Linked DNA regions of Arachis hypogaea: region 1 is linked to region 2. Evidence: chromatin contacts called from public Hi-C data. All regions are on one chromosome and are shown on one strand. The core of a region is the stretch at or near the end of the contact, and the rest is flanking DNA. Distances in the headings are between cores, read along the strand shown. Region 1 holds the start of LOC112767402 (pathogenesis-related thaumatin-like protein 3.5). Region 2 holds the start of LOC112763523 (cyanate hydratase).

Evidence for each region. A called contact is a pair of places that touch in the nucleus more often than the background predicts.
Region 1: a contact with region 2 is called in a Hi-C map of leaf, with 2.1 times the contacts expected there. The contact joins the promoter of LOC112767402 here to the promoter of LOC112763523 in region 2. A contact is called at or near these places in 2 of 8 Hi-C or Micro-C datasets (both in leaf).

Annotation. Positions count from the first base shown.
Region 1 is chr17:32,372,331-32,376,885 of arahy.Tifrunner.gnm2.J5K5, forward strand. LOC112767402 (pathogenesis-related thaumatin-like protein 3.5) reads left to right here and starts at 3,287. Exons shown (of 4, transcript XM_025813263.3): 1 at 3,287-4,555. LOC112767405 reads left to right here and starts at 3,367. Exons shown (of 1, transcript XM_072222691.1): 1 at 3,367-4,070. The coding sequence starts at 3,367. The coding sequence ends at 3,804.
Region 2 is chr17:32,122,982-32,127,478 of arahy.Tifrunner.gnm2.J5K5, forward strand. It overlaps LOC112763523 (cyanate hydratase), which reads right to left and starts at 2,336. Exons shown (of 5, transcript XM_025809174.2): 1 at 2,169-2,336; 2 at 1,806-2,079; 3 at 990-1,061. The coding sequence starts at 2,077.

The DNA.
Region 1 (4,555 bases), core at 2,037-4,536, 250 kb after region 2:
AGGTTGTGGTAGGCTTAGAGAAGGGGGAGTTGAATCTATGCCTTTCTTTTAAGTTGCTGTTATGACCCTTTTAAAACAAACTTTGAATTCTGATTCTATTTGAACTCAGCAGCAGAAATTTATGAGACAATTTATTTTTGTCTCATGAATATCAGAAAACAGAACACAGCAGAGAAGAGAAAAGCTAACACCAGCATGTATCCTGGTTCGGTTGCCTTGTGCTATGCAACCTATGTCCAGTTTCCTCCACAACTATGGAAGAATTTTCACTATAGTTAACAGTATTACATACACCAATTCCACAGGATTGACCCAATTCTTTCACACTCAAGTTCTAACCTAACTTGACATTGACTATGCTAATACCTAACTATTCACTCTTAGTGCTAACCCAACTAAGAAATGGATACCTCACAGGTACAAGATACAAGACATAAACATACCTAAAGAAATCAGAAAATAACTCTAAGCTTTTCTCTCAAGTGTATCACTCAGCCTTTTTTCACTCATGGCTTTTACTTGAGCTTTCTCACAATGCCTTTTCTCACAAGAAATTACAGAAAGATAAACATAGAAAAGTACATCACAATCTGTAAAACATGAAGGAGATTGACTTCATCAACAGCCTCTGTGCTAACTAGATTAGCAAGTCTCTGATTTAGTTCTTCATACTGGCGGAATGCACCTTTTGATTAGGTTACACTGTCCAGTTAGTTGAACTTCTTTAAAGAGCTCTCTCAGAACAAAACCTCTATTCACTAGTTTTCTCTCCTTTTTTTTCTGAATGAACAGCAAAACCTCTTTTATCTCCTTGCATGTTGCTGGGTTCTTCTTTCAAGGTCAACACTTTGAGCCTTGAGCTTCACCAACCCACAGATTCACTTTTTCTCATTAATCCCCATAGTAGAAACTCTTCTTCTGACTTCCTCATCTTGACCGAAAGCCATAAAGCAGTAACCATAGAAATCTTCCCATGGTCAACTTGATCTTAGCCATTGAGAAACTACTTGGTCTCCAAGTATCACTTGTGACCGTAGATGTACAGCAGAATAGGGCAGAGAACAACTTTCCCTTGAACGCCATTTTCGGATAGAGCAGAGAGTTGGGAAGAAGAGAAGAAGATCTGATGCATGCAAGATGAGATGTGTTACCTTTAACCTAAGCTTGATTTGGTTTGGATTTTCTGATTAGACTTCTGTGTTTCAAGCTTAATCCTTCTCTCTCTTGCTTCTTTGGTGATTTGCTTAGGGAGGAAGCTCTCTCTCTTTCTCTTTCTTACTTTTCTGAAGCTCTGATTTGACTATGACAAAAGAGAGGGGAACGTTGCTTTGGTTGGAGCAATATGGAGGAAATTGAAATTAAGCTGGGTTTGGTTCGGGTATTCATTTGAGCAACCCATCTGACTTCTTTCTTTTCTTTTCCTTGGGCTCCTATTTTGTTTTCAGCCCACCATTCTTTTCTATTTGCTTTTCATTCCATTTGGGCTATGGAATTGGATTTGGCCTGCAACAATAAATAATTAGTAACATATACTTATTAATTAATCAATACTAATTATTTATTTTTCCAAAAATAATGTTTGTCATCACTAATTAATTTAGTTAATTTCTTAACTCAACAAAGACACAACAAATAAATATTTTTTAAAAAATATTTGAAAAAATACTTAATTTGGTCTCTAAAATTATACTCGAACCTCAATTTAGTCCTTGAAATTTCAATTGCCTCAATTTAGTCTCTAAACTTTTCAATTGACTTTGTGACAGAAACCACCGAAGAGACTAATATGATTAAACTTTGAAAATAAGACAATTGAAACTTCAAAGACTAAATTGAGGTTTGAGTGTAATTAAAACAATTGAAACTTTAAAGACTAAATTGAAATTTGAGTGTAATTTGAGGGACCAAACTAAATATTTTCTCAAAAAAAATGGTTAATTTCCATCTCAACTATTGAAAATAATGATAATAATAATAATAATAAAGACTAAAGAGTGTCAAATAGACCACATATACACTAAACTAAATAAAAATATAACTCCTCAAATAATAGATTAATTTTGTCTATTATTAACCATTTTTGATGTATACATTAAAATTTTGATTCTATTATATGTATTTTTATGATCTTAAAAATATTTTTTTTTGTATACTTTTGTCCATCTCATCGTAGAAGCATTAGAAGTGAAAAAGGGGTGATGGGTTGAGAAAGAAAGTTGGAGTTGTGATCCGATAGTTCATCCAAAATTGTAGGTGAAACATGGTTGCTGATTCTGACACTTGTCATCACCCGACCCGAAACGGGTTGCATTTGGACCGCAATTTGCCCGAAATTTGGCGTTCATTTGCGTTTGTTATGATCGTTTTTTGGTTTTGTCCGTACTCTCTTTCCAAGTGCAGTGTCCACCATCACAGTCCGGTTTTTCTATAAATACTCCACGCTTTGTGCTTCATTCCTCGCTTTCTTTTTCCTTTTCTTTTAGTTTCAACTAGAGAGAGAGTGACTTTCCTAGAGAGAGAGAGTTAGGTTTTTTTGTTTTTTCATTAATTTTTTTTGTTTGTTTTTGTGGTTTTGGTTTGTGTTTTCTATCGTTGTTTTGTAGGTACTGAGGAGGAAGAAAACTCGGAAGATTGATTTTCGTTGAAGAGCGTGTGAGTTTATTTTTTTGGCTTTTTTTTTTCTTTTTTATTTTTTTGGCTTTTCTGTGTGTTTGGTTCACTTGTGATCCTAAATAGCATAAATTTATAGTTGTAATGCTTATGTGTTTTTTGAATTTTGCCATGAATTGTTGTGGGAATTATTATCCTGGGGTTTTGTGGACAAAAACGGTAGTGTTGGTTAGGTTTTCACTAATGAATAATTACTATTTTATTGTTTATTTATTTATTATTGCAGTGGCTGTGTCAATTTTCATATCGTATTGTTTTTGAAATTTGAATTCTCCATGGTTTAGGTCTGATAGATGTGGCTATTTGTGTGACCCTATTTGTATGGTTTGTCAAAAGCTTGTTAATGTTTTGTATAGGTTGCATTCAATGATTAAAGTCGAATTTATTGAAGCAGTTTTTAATATTCCATGTGATAGAACCCTTATTTTCTTTTTCCTGAAAGGGAATGAATAGTTACATAAGAGTGTGAAATTAGTTCATTGTTTGCGAGAAAGGTTATAAGCAAAATTAGTTTGTGAATCAAGAAGAATGCAGTCGTTGTTATATTCTTTAAAGACAGAAAGGGCAGTTTATGTTGAGTTTGACTCCATTCTGTTTTGTTGTGGTGGGGCTGCAGACGATTTGGGAAAGGCCTTGAAGTTGGCGTGTATTAGATTGGAATCTTAGAAGTTGCTGTTTGGATTTTCGATCGAAAGAATGGAGGTATATGGCAAATCTATGGTTGCAGCTCCTGCAAATGTTATTTATCTGTCAAGTATTTTGGGCCAAGATGGTCCTGTTCCTGTTCACAAATGTGACTGGAAATGTCAAAATGAAAATGTTTGCGGGAACATGTACCGCTGCAAGCTAACAGGGCTGACTCACATCTGTGATAAAAACTGTAACCAGAGAATTCTGTATGATAATCATAGCTCTCTTTGCCTAGCAAGTGGCAAAATTTTCCCCCTTTCGCAAGAAGAGGAACAAGCTGTGAGAGGTGTTCGCAGAAAGCTTGATGCAGAGAATTCGCTTGCTGATAGCTGTGGTTGTAAGCGGAGACGTGATGCACAATTCCACCCGTCTCCTTTCGAGAGATCCTTCTCTGCTGTCAGTCCTATCTGCAGCCAAGTTGGAGATGGCATGGATATGAGCTAGATATCTATTATTCAACTAAGAAGACTCTGTCATTTGACTCATTTTCTCTTATCCTTTTGAAATTGCTTTTTTACTTTTTCTATCGATAACAGAACTTGATCGTATTTGGTGGACTTGATGTGTCCCCATGTGCTGTAGGAAGTACTTACTTATATTTCTAGCATTAATGTAATGCAGTATTTGAGGTAGCTTTGCTTGACTGTTGAATGGGGATTTGAGCAGTATCTATGCACTAGTTAATGGCACATGAATTGACTTTGGTTTCAGTTTTGGGTTAACCTTATTGAGAGTCAGACTTTGAAAACTGACAAAAGGATGTGTTCTGGCATTTTAGAATGCTTGAATTTGATTATTGACCCGAATGATGTATACTCGGGAAATGTATTCAAGTTTCTACTTTATCTGTATTCTCAAGGCAGCCATATTATAGTATTAGTGTACTCATTAATAATGCTACTGTCCTGAATTGTATTATTTAACTTCTAGGGTTATGATAGACACCGAGTTTTGTAAGTTCAGGTTCCCTCCAGTTCCTCATATGAACAATCATATGAACAAGGTTGTCGGTAGGTTATCTGGTGAAATCTGATATAGTTTTTCACATGTTTATATGTTTTAATTCTCTTTTGATTTTCTTTTCAGCTTGATGTCTGTGGTTAGATGTAACCCATGCAGGTTTTGAAGCTTGTGCTGCAAAGGAACACTCGAAACATGCGATGCATACTGACTACTAACTAAATTCTTTTGATAT
Region 2 (4,497 bases), core at 1,086-3,585:
GTGAGGTTTAGCTCCCTCGTCCGAAAATCATTCATAAGCATCGGGTTGTAACATGCATAAGATCAAGGTTTCAATAACAGAGTCGTTAACCAGGACTCAGTTTCAGAAAAACCAGAATGTCTCTTGGTGTCTTGTCTGAAATCCTCCTGACAAGACATTATTAATAAACACAATTCATTAAACCTTCTTACAATACAATATTCCCCTTGGCTTCAGAATACAGGATCTCTGGATCTTTTGGTTTTACCATCCAAAAGGTTTTGGAAATGATTCATTCATTGAGATTTATGACATTGATAATCACTCAGATATTTCTTCTCCAGAAACACAGGTGCCTCTGGTGGTTCCAAAGAAGACAAAAGCATCAAATATGATACCTAAAGACTGGTTAGCAACTACATAAAAAGTATAAAATCCTGCATTGGTATTATATAAAGAATCCTAAAATTCCAAAATCCTGATTTCAGAGTATATTACATCAGCACTTTGAATTATTAATTTAAATCATCAGTTAACAATGATTAATAATTTGGACGCTTCACATTGAAAACAAGGATAGAAAAATGTCCCAACCCTGATTGAAAATGGCATAACCACAAGCATATGAATATCAATACATAATGTATTATCAGTTGAATATTCTCTCTAACATAGAAACCATGTTTCAATAAGCCTCAACATATTTAGCGCACATTTTTATTTGTAACTTAAGAATATATATAACATACATAGCCTATTGCACTATAAGAAAATCAAAATTGATTTCAGCGGCAAGAGTTAGTTTCAATTTTCAATAAGGACCAGTCTTGACAATAATTTAGAGAATTCCTTAGACCTAATATCCTCTTTTTAAACAATAAGCTGTAAAATTGAATGGCGTAGCATATATGACACTGCGGCATAGCATTATCAATATAAAAAAGCATCACAAAAAGAATATAATTTGATCAAGCAAGAGAAATTTATAAAAATAAAAATTCAAAACTTACATCCCATCACCAAACTCTTCATTGATTATTTCTTTAATGCTCTCCCCAAAATGCATAACAGCTTCATTCAACCTATGAAAGAGAATATCAGTAACCCGACAAATTAAGCATCCAAAAACTGCAAGTCATATGATGCATCATGCATAATACATTCCTAATATTAGAATCCAAAAAAGCGAGTAACACAGGTCCACAAAGTACATGTAAACCACTTTGGAATGAAGTATGTCACATTCCTTGACTGAACAGAAGCATTTTCAAAAGCTGAAGCAGGTACTATATCTTTACAAACCTTATATTAGCTCATATATAATTGAATGCCACTGCCTCCATTCCCCTTTTATCAGTCACTAATCTGGTACATTCTTGAATTAATTTATCTGAATTTATATTCGGGTACACTGGTCCAAGAATTACCAAATTTCGTTCTGACAAATAAAAGAGAACGAAGACAATAGCATTAATCCTTATCCATTCTCAGTCTAAAAGGGTTTTTGACTATCGACACATTATTAGCAACTAAAATGTATGCAGAGAATATGTTGGCTAAAAAACAAAAATACAAGTATAAATCCTCAGACACTGATAAATGGTTTCAATTCTACACCATGTTTCATAATTAATTCATTTTTTGAACTTAAACCAAGCCTGAAATGTCTAGAGTGAAATTGAAAAAGCTTAAACTTTGAGAGGATAATTATACCATAATCACAGCCTCATGTTCGAGTTAAAATTCAACTACAGAATATCCACATGCACCAAAATGATTAAAATTAGAATTTACAGCACTCAAATGTGAGGAGCAAGAAGAAGAACCTATATACAGTGGGTTCTTGGATGAGGTGAGGGTCATAAGACCTCAAGGGGGGCCTCATCATCTCTTCCAAAAGATCATCGGTCAGGTCAGGGAGGGCTGCCCGGAGCTTAGGGGCAGTTTGGGGTTTGAGCTGAGCTTGTCTTTTGAGGAGCTGGGCAACATAGACGTTGGTCAGTCCGGTTTCCTCCGCTAACTGACTGTACGACTTGCCGTTCTTCTGCTTCACAGCTTGGAGCTTTTTCACTACGCTCGCTTTGCTATTATCCTCCATACCTAAAGTTGATTAACAAATAATGGTTCAATAAGAAATAGTGTGTTGAGCAGTGGTCAGATTGTGGTAGACTATGAAATTGATGGTCTACCTAGGGCTGTCAGACAGTGTCGGATGGCGGTGGTCCGTAAGAAGAAAAAGAAGAGTCACGAATGCAGCGCAGCAGCGGACGAGTTGACGTGCGGAGCAGCGGTGCGGGTGCTCCAGAGTCCAACTCCACCAACCGTCTTATTCTAAAAGTTTCAAAAACCGACCGGTCATTAAATGGTTCTAAAATATTTGTATGTAAATTGGAGTTAAGTCCACTTTGGTCCTGAGATTGACGAGTTGCACTTATTTAGTCATTGAGATCTCAATTGTACTAAATTAGTCTTTTAGATTTGAAAAAATGCACCACATTAGTCCTTCTCCTAATTTTCGTCACCGAAGCACTAACGCCGTCAGTAACGTGGCCATTTCTTGCCACGCTGGACCCAGCAACATGGCAATAAATTTGATTAGCTCCAATTTAGTCCTTGTCCCCTTTTATAACCAAGATTTCTGTCCTAACTTCTTCTTCTTCTTCTTTTATCCACTTTTCCTAGTTCTTCGTCTTCTTTCTCGCTGTGCAACTTTCTGGGTTTAGGATCATGAGTGCAAGTGGGAGCCACAATTCCATGCGGTCAAGCAGAAGGATCTCCAGAGGAACCAATAGAGCATCGAGTGTTCCAGAGTGGTGTGGGTGGGGATGCCGCCCTGTTCTCCGGTGGTCCACAACAGAGGCTAACCTTAACAAGCCATTCTTTGGGTGTCCTAACTACAATGTCAGTGGAAAAAGGTGGTGTGGTTTGTTTGTTTGGGCTGACATTGGAGAAGAAGACATCGATAAAAGGGTGACTGCTACCGAGAATGTTGATGAACTGAGGGTCAATTTGGCCTGGAGAATTGGAAAGTTAGAAGTTGAAGTTAGGACCCACAAATTGTACATATTATTGTTGGCTCTGTTTATAATATTTGTTGCTGTTTTCATGTTGTTATTTAAGGTTTGAGGATGATTATGTTTTAATGTGATTAGGGTTATTGTAAAGTAGACAAAAGAAAAAGTGTCATTGTGAATTGTTTGAAGTTGGTAGTCTTGCTCTAAATATAAACCAAGAACTCTATTTTTGTCATCTAACAAAATGATGGAAAAAATATTGTAAAGAAGAACCTGTTAGTAGCATAATTAAAGGTAGAACAATTTGTCATTATAATAATAAGATGCTAACTTAACAATGAGTTTCCAGCATGAGTATTAACAAGCAAAACAGCTGCCATATCAGTGACACCTCCCCAACTTAATTAAAAGCTAGTTCTTGATCCAAAATACACCAATAACAAAGACAGATAGTGCCATTAACCTTACAATGTTTTCAAATATAACAATTAGTCTACTGTCATATACTGAAGCCAAAAAACAAGAGTATGATTCACAAAAAGATTCCTAATTCAACTACATTCATTTCTTCTTTTTCGGGAGCTTGAAGCCGGGTGTTGGGACAAATTTCAAGAAGTTGGCCAGTCTGAAAGATGTGGCTGAGCTTGCTCCTTGCAGTGGATCCATGGTGACCAGTCCTGATGGTGATGAGGACTTCCTCCTGGTCTGCAACTTGGATGGCCTTTGAGGTGGTGCCTATTCCAATAAAATAATATCCAAGATGAGACTGATTGTGCACAAAAATTTGAAATGTAGTTTGATAGAGTAAATGATTTACCTCTTGAGACTCTTGTGCAACTGAGAAGTTGGGTTGAGAAATATCGATCTCAACTTCTTGCACATCAACAGGCTGGGGTGCAGGATCTGGAGGAGGTTGACTTGGCGGTGTGACAGTATTTGGATCAACAGTTGATCCTGATGCTGCATTTTCTTGGGGATTGGATTTAGTCTTAGCAGCAGCAGCAGTAGCTGCAGCAGCAACATCAGCTGCTCTCTTTTTTGGGCAACCCCTCTTTGTGTGCCCCTTCTGTAGGCAATATCTTCAAGTAAAGGGCTTCAGTTGTCTCTTTAAGACTCCAGTAGACTTCATTTTTTTTGCTTCCTCCACTGCCCTCATTTGCATCCTTTCTTCTTTTCTTTGTGAGTGGTCCAGTCTTTTTCTTAGCCTTTGGTGCTTGTGGTCTGTTGGACTCAGATTTCTCCCAAAGATGTTATCCAGGTAAGAGATTTATGTAATGGGCATACGTGTCTCTGTATGCGTCCATGGTGAGCCATTTATGACAGAAATCTTCAGGTTTTCTGTTCACCCTTGCAAGAGCCGCACAAGCATGCATTATGTGGTTATTAGCTATCGTTCTCATCACGAACATTCTGACCTCCTCAAGTAGAGTGATTATTGGCTTGGCCCTTGCTTCTTTAATTCTTGCATTGAAGACCTCGTATGCATTATTGCATATGTTATCAA